2 separate regions of the Mus musculus genome follow, and region 2 is linked to region 1. Evidence: chromatin contacts called from public HiChIP or PLAC-seq data. All regions are on one chromosome and are shown on one strand. The core of a region is the stretch at or near the end of the contact, and the rest is flanking DNA. Distances in the headings are between cores, read along the strand shown.

The links. HiChIP or PLAC-seq counts read pairs in DNA pulled down with a chosen protein or histone mark.
Region 2: an H3K4me3 HiChIP or PLAC-seq map of pro-B cells shows a contact between it and region 1, with 4 times the contacts expected there. The contact joins the promoter of Psap here to the enhancer-like site in region 1. A contact is called at or near these places in 2 of 39 promoter capture datasets (the C10 cell line and pre-B cells), 5 of 115 datasets of contacts at active chromatin or transcription factors (T-cell acute lymphoblastic leukemia, bone marrow-derived dendritic cells, forebrain and 2 more) and 2 of 9 other capture datasets (adipose tissue and liver).

Annotation. Positions count from the first base shown.
Region 1 is chr10:59,978,959-59,982,693 of GRCm38.p6, reverse strand. No RefSeq gene overlaps it. Among named protein-coding and RNA genes, the nearest start is that of Ascc1, 22 kb to the left of the region's middle. Within about 2 kb of position 1,758, at least 182 of the 459 cell types and tissues checked have an H3K27ac peak or open chromatin away from gene starts, as enhancers often do. A contact at or near this core is called in T-cell acute lymphoblastic leukemia, adipose tissue, liver and 2 more, where this site is marked.
Region 2 is chr10:60,275,639-60,279,373 of GRCm38.p6, reverse strand. Psap (prosaposin) reads right to left here and starts at 1,746. Exons shown (of 15, transcript NM_011179.3): 1 at 1,592-1,746. The coding sequence starts at 1,631.

The DNA.
Region 1 (3,735 bases), core at 509-3,008:
CACGCAAATGGCACGGTGGCAGTGCAGTGTGTCAGCATCCACCAGCCAGGCTCTGCTTCACACATTAGTTTTCCAGTCTGTCCAGTCTCTCTAAGAGTTGCTTTCCCGAGCCGGTGTGTGTCACTATTATAACGCGCTGTCCAGAGCAGATAATGAAGCAGCGTGTTGGTTACTACTTCTAGGAGGACAGCTCCTCACCACACACTGAGCACTAACTCAGCCTCTGTAGGTCTATTCGCTGATAGGCCATGGTGCTGAGCAAGACGCAGTCCTCAGCCCATGGAGTCTGTGGAAATAGCAGACGCAACAAAGGAACTTAAGTAGAAAGTTTGGGGTGCTGTAAGATATCACAGCAGAAAGGAGGGATCCAGCTGGGACACAGAGGTCTACTTTCCAGAAGGGATATGGTTAGACCAAGACCTGAGCCAAAAGCAGGTGGGGAAGAGAACTTTCTAGGTAGAAGGAATTAAATGTGTTGGGAGTCCTTGGGTAAGCAAAGGCCCGTGCTCTGTGGGCTATGGGTGGCTTGCTGTGGATGGTTCCGCAAGCAGTGGGACCAAACTTGGACCCCTCAGAGACTGTGTGGGGCCCACTGAGGGCTGCAGAGGGGAACCGCCAAGATCTGGTTCTGATGCAGAGCTGAGTTGAGGGTGTGGTAGAACACTGGTGGGAGGCGGGGAGATGGAGTGAGAAATGGCTGCCCTTGGAGTTGAAGACAGGAGGATGGATCTCATCCAGGAGCTGCTCCAGAGGGCCCTGGGAAGGACGTGGTGGTTGGTGGAATTGGCCCGATTTCTCGTGTCAGGTAATAGCGTTGGCTAGGATGAGGGTTTGCAGACAGGAGCAGGTTAAGGAAGCCTCCCGAGGCTGTGAGGCTAGGTTCTAAGAGAATGGGCTGTAACTCGGATTCCTGATTCAGCAGCCTAGAAGTGTTTGGTAAGCCACAGGAAGGTAAGGAGTGTAACTCAGTGGCACAGTTACTGCCTGGAATATATGAGGGCCTGAGTTCCATCCCCAGCACACAAGAAAATCCATGGCAGGGTACAGATGACACTGTCCAGAAAATCTGTGAAGTAAGCAGAGGATTGTACCCAACAGGGTTCTCCAGGAGCTGCTACCAACCTTGTGTAGGCAGAGGGGTGCCAGGAAATCGACAGGCAGTCGGTTACCAGAGAACAGAAGCAGGAAGGTGGCACCCAAAAGTCAGAGGCAGACAGCAGAATCTAGGGCAGCCACACAAGTGAGCTTGGGGCTGAAGGCAGCTGCTTGACCTTGTCTTCATCTCAGCCACATCAGAGGTCGGGGGAGCACTGCCTGCTTGGGGGCGAGGGGCTGGGGTTGGGGGGCAAAGCCTAGGAAGCCTTAAAGTCCTTTGTCAGGAGGTGGCAAGGGAAGGGACTGCTGGAGCTGAGACGCTGAGAAGTGGGAACAGATGACAAGCAGAAACCGGTTGAAGATGGAGGGGAAAGGATACTGCTGATGTGGGTAGCCTTCTAGGTGACCTGACAGGAAGTTGAGGGAGGTCCCATCTGATGGCTCCTGTCTGTGAACTGGCCAGCAGTCTTGGGAGGAAGTTGATAAGCAGTTCCCACAGCCCAGCAATGGGATGGGGGAAAATAAGTAGCTGCTGGTGGAGGGTTTGCATGGCAAGGGCAAGGGCATAGGCAAATTGCTGTGCTGGGCTAGAGGGCAGGGGAAGTGAAAGCAGGAAGACAGATGCTGGGGCCATCGGCATTAGCAACTCGCAGGAGTCGGAGTGAGTACTCAGCCAGCATGTGCCACACCGCAGGTTACAACAGCACCATGGGTGACACATGTGGCGACAGTTCCCAGGCCTGCCTGCGCCTCACAAGTGAAAATGCAGGCTTTAAGCCAGGTGTGGGGGGTACGCGCCTTTAATCCCAGCACCTGGAAAGCAGAGGCAGGAGGATCTCTGTGAGTCAGAGGCCTGCCTGGACTACAGAGTGAGCTCCAGACTAAAGCTATGTCTCAAACACAGGGTATCAAACCAGGTGAGGTGCACACTGTAATCCCAGCACTAAGGCCATGGCAGTCAGAGGATCAGAAGTTCACTGTCTGTGCTAAGGAGATGACTTGGTGGTTAAGAGCACTGGTAGCTCTTCTAGGAGATCTGGGCTCAATCCCTAACCCTCATGTGTGGCAGTTCACAAACACCTGTAACTCCACTCCAGGGGATCTAATGCCCTCTTCTGGCTTCTGGACACATACATGCAGACAGTACACTCAGACACATAAAATAAATAATTTTTAAAAAACCTAAGTACTGACTGGAGAGATGACTCAGCGGGTAAGAGCACTGACTGCTCTTCCGAAGGTCCTGAGTTCAAATCTCAGCAACTACATGGTGGCTCACAACCATTCATAATGAGATCTAATGCCTTCTTCTGGAGTGTCTGAAAACAGCTATGGTATGCATACATATAATAAATATTTTTTTAAATTAAGTTCTACATGATCATTCTCAGCTACATACTAAGGTTGGACAATAGCCTAGATTACATGACACCTTGCTTTAAAATAAATAAGGGGCTAGAGAGATGGTTCCATGGTTAAGAGCACTGACTGCTCTTCCAAAGGTCCTGGGTTCAGTTCCCAGTAACCACATGGCAGCTCACAACTGTCTGTAACTTCTGTTCCAGGAAATCTGACACCCTCACATAGACATACATGCAGGCAGGACACCAGTGTACATAAAATAATTTTTTTTTAATTTAAAAATAATAAAGGCTGGGAAGATGGCTCACAGGGTGGCCCTTACCACTTGAGCCTAAGGAGCCAATCTCCAGAACCTGCGTGGGTATAAATGCCAGGTAGGCATGGCGATTTGCTTATAATTCTGTACTCAAGAGACAGGTCCCTGAGGCAAGGTGGCGAGCAGGAACAGCAAGCTCTGGCTTCAGTTGAGAAGCACTGCCTCAGTGAATAAAGAAAACATCCAGTGTTACTTTTTGGCCTGCATGTGCACACACATGAACGTGCATAGCTGGATACCACATAAATAAAGAAAAACTACAGTCTCCTCTCTCTTCCTGGTACCCAGTATGTAGCCTCAGGCTCAAGTGTGACTCTTCTGTAGTCAGATTTGGAAGTCATTTGGAACAAAGGAGCAGCAGCAAGCAGAGACTATTCAGTGTGGCAGCTGCAGGCCCGCCCTAGTCCAGGAGGCTGCAGAAGCAGGCTGGGAGCTGGGTATGAGGAGGGTGGCAAAGACAATTTCATAGTGATAAGTCCAGGCTGTGGGTGGAAGGATGCTCCAGTTAGCCCAGCAGAGGGGAAAGTGTCAAAACCAGTGTTCCAAGCCCAGGGAACAGCATGTGCAAAGACAAGGCCACATCTGTTGAACTCTGGTCACTTGGTGTAGCTGGAACACACACCGTGTAAACAGGGAGTGGTGTGGTGTCTCAGGAGGAGGAAGCAAGAAGAACATTGTTCTGAGCCTCTTTCCCTGTGCCCCACTTTCCACCAGAAGAGCCAGAGGATGTCTACAAGAGACTCTTCCATAAAGGCCAGGAAAACAGGCTCCAAGGCTGGCGGCAGAGGCACTGCCTGGTCCAGCGCATCAGGTGTAGTCTGCAGACCACTAGGAGGGGAGCAGTCCAGTCGTTTTGCTTGGACTAGAACTTGGCACCGCAGCTTCGAAGTTATTTATTTGCTTTAGGGGAAAGGCGTATGTCCTAAGCTGGGAGAGAATTACTGAAGGACCCTCCCTTCCGG
Region 2 (3,735 bases), core at 497-2,996, 300 kb before region 1:
GTCCCCTGCTGGTTAGGCTTGTGTGTGTGTGTGTGTGTGTGTGTGTGTGTGTGGTGGGGTGCACGCACATCTACATTTGTTTCTGGAGATCAAAAGAAAACCCACCGGAGTCAGAGCTCTCCCTCTACCATGGGGCCTGAAAATGGGCAGAGGTTAAACTGGCCTTTCATTCTTTTGGCATTCTTTGTTTTCTGTCTAGGTGGGAAAGGCAGTCAGGCTGGAGGGCTGGAGAGTAACCAAAACCAAGTGTCTGTACCTCCAGGGCTTTGTGAAGACTAGACGGGACCTGGAACATTCTAAGCACCCAGAACATCATTAAAAGGCAAGCTATGAGTGGCACCCTGAACTACAGTAGTGCCACACTGAGCCCATAAGTCCTAAGAGCCTCAGGGAGCACACGTGGTTTGCAGTCATCATAGACAACCAACAACTCAATGGTGGACAGTCAAGACAAGCTACCATTCTTCAGTATGACCTTGACGTGAGGCACAGAGCCTGGAGTTTTAGACCAAGGCCATCAGGGTCCTCCCATCTACCTAAGAAGGAAGAAGGAACCCAGTTAACTAGACTGGCAGTCAAATGAACTACATGTGTATTAGAAATAATTTTTCCAAGGAAACAGGTAAGGGGTATAGTGTGACTCAGTAGAGGATGTTCGTTTACCGTGTGTTACGATCCAAGTTCAATGGCCCATACTACAGAGAGAGAGAAAAAGAAGTCTGGTTTTGGTGGTGTGGGTGAATCAGAACTCACGAGTTATGTATGACACAGAGCAAGCAGGACCAAGTGCGTTTCTTTTCATTTTTCTTGCACAAAAAAAAAAAAAAAAAAAATCTCATACACAGTCCAGACTAGCCTTGAGCTTTCTGTGTAGCACAGGCTGACCTCAAATTCAAAATCCTCCTACCTATGCCTTCCAAGTGTGAGTCCCCTGGCGCTGCCTTGCCAACCTGCAGTGCTTTTAAGAAAAATCATTTTAGAAACACTTGCTATAAAATAAAGGCTGGCCAATGGCTTTGCCAGATCAAACAAAAAAATTAAGAGTTCCAATGCAATCGGGACTACACAATTCCCTCCAAGACCTACTACGCTCCTGAGTTCACACAGAAGCCAAAAAAATCACCCCCCGGCCCGGGGCAGACACAAAGACGCTTCCTGCAACTCCCATACGAGTGCAGTCTGGGACAGAGGTCACGGGCCGACCTGACCTGCAGGATGGGGCTTCAAGGCCATGTCTATCACCTACACCAGGATAGAGTCAACACAGCGACGGAAGAGGTCATCGAGTGACCTCTCCCAACCTCCATCCCAGGGAGAACCGCAGTCACCCGCAAGGCCTTGCACAAGGCCTGCACACACAGGACAAGACGTCTCTCCCACCTCCCAGTGGTCCCCCAGTGCAGAGAATCTGGAACAGGTCCCCCTCCGCCACCAGCCCCGATCTGCGCCTGCGCACAGCGAGGCCTGCCTAAGCGCGCCCCGGGAAGCGAGCGGAGGGCGAGGCCGGTACCGCAGGACTGCCCGGTTCCCGGGACCCAGGGGACGCTATAGCGTTCTTCTCTACCAGACCAGGGGACCCTTCTAAGCTCACCGGTGGCCAGAAGGCTGGCGAAGAGGGCGAGGGCGTACATGGCGCCGCTTCACTTCGCAGGCTGCAATGCAGAACGTCAGCTGACCAGACGAATATAAATCTACCCCCCAACCTCGCCGCAGACGCCAGTGCGCAGGCGCGGGCCCCGCCCAAACTGGGCGCAGCTTGACTCAGCGTCGCGCAGCGCGCCTGCGGGGAGGGAGGGTGCGAAGAGGAGCAGGCTGAAAACGCCCAGGGAAGGTGGCGGGAAGGCGCGGGTGGTGGTAATAAAAGAAAACCATATCTGGTGATTAAATCAAGGTCAGGCGCCGAACGGTATCTAACGCCTCTCTTTACCTTTGCAATGTGAGGAATCCAGCCCAGGGCTGGTACCAAGCCCTGAACTGCATCTTGTGCTCCCCCACCCCACCCCACCCCTGAGCCCCAGCATCTTTTAAGTATTACTATTTGTTTTTGAGATGCCGAGTCACTATGGCCTTGCTGGTCGACAATTCAGTGTCGCAGCAGACCTGGAACTCTCAACCTTCTGCCTCAACCCCTTGGAGAATGGTTGGGGGTTGGGGGGCGGGAGCAGGGATTTTTGTTTGCAGTCGCCGGTATTGAACCCAAGGCATTATACTTGATATCAAGTGTTGTACCTCCAAGCTGCACACCACCATTCCCCCCACCCTCCCAGCTCACTCCTTACTTTATTTTTGAAAGAGGGTGTCACCAAATTCCCCAGAAAGTCTCTGAACATGTAATTCTTCTGCCTGACCCTTGTACAGTGGTAGTTAGGGGTTTTTTGTTTGGTTGGTTGGTTGGTTTGGTTTGGTTTGGTTTTTGGTTTTTCGAGACAGGGTTTCTCTGTGTAGCCCTGGCTGTCCTGGAACTCACTTTGTAGACCAGGCTGGTCTCGAACTCAGAAATCTGCCTGATTCTGCCTCCCGAGTGCTGCTGGGATTAAAGGTGTGTGCCACCACGCCTGGCGGTGATTAGTTTTTTTGGTTAGTTTTTTTGTTCGTTTGTTTGTTTGTTTGTTTTGGTTTTTCGAGACAGGGTTTCTCTGTATAGCCCTGGCTGTCCTGGAACTCACTTTGTAGACTAGGCTGGCCTCGAACTCAGAAATCTGTCTGCCTGCTGGGATTAAAGGCGTGGGCCACCACGCCCGGCTAGTGGTTAGTTTTTTAAGACAGGGTTTCCTGTAGCCCAAAGAGGCTGACAACTGGCTGTGCAGCTGAGGATTCGTGTATCTCAGGCAGTCCTCGAACTTCAGTCACTTCCAAATCCTGATCTGCCTGCCTGTGCTACCATACATGTTCTGTTTGGTTCTAGGAACCAAACCCAGGCCTTCAACTCATGTCGGGCAATGACTCTACCAACTGAGTGGCATCTCCAGCCCCCATTTATTGTGATTCGTGCCGTGCTAACAGATGAGACTCAAGCACAAACAGGTTACAGATTTGCCTACATCTTTACACTCAGGATTCAAATTCACAGGCTGCCATTCTGCAGTTGTCAATCAATACAAACTCAGAAAACGGCAAACGAGAGACGCCTTTATTTGTGATCTTGGGAACTGCAGACTGCAAGATAGACTCAGAGGTCTCTGAATCAGTGTTGGTGAGAAGGCAGGGAGAATGGAAGTCTGAGTGTGTAAGCAGAAAAAAAAGAGGAAAAAAAAAACAATAAAAATGTATTTTAGGCAACTTGTGTTGCTTGGAGAAAGAACAGATGCTGTGTAATAGACTCGTGACGGATGGAAGATAAAGACAAGCATGCATGCCCACGCTTCTAGTCCTAGCATGGGGGAGGCAGAGGCAGGAGGATCTCTAGGGCCCCTAAGCCACATAGTAAGACTCTGTCTCAAAAAAAAAAAAAAAAAAACAGTAAAATAACATTTCAAAAATTGGTTCTGGGGGCTGGAGAGATGGCTCAGTGGTTGAAGGCACCAAGTGCTCTTCCAGAGGTCCCAAGTTCAAATCTCAGCACCCACAGGACAGTTCACGACTTTCTGTAACTCCAGGATCTCTCACATAGACATGCATACAGACAACACACCAATGCACATAAAATAAAGGTAAATGTATTTTTAAAAATAAATAAATAAAATAAATTGGTTCTAGCCGGGTGTAGTGGCTCATGCCTTTAATCCCAGCACTTGG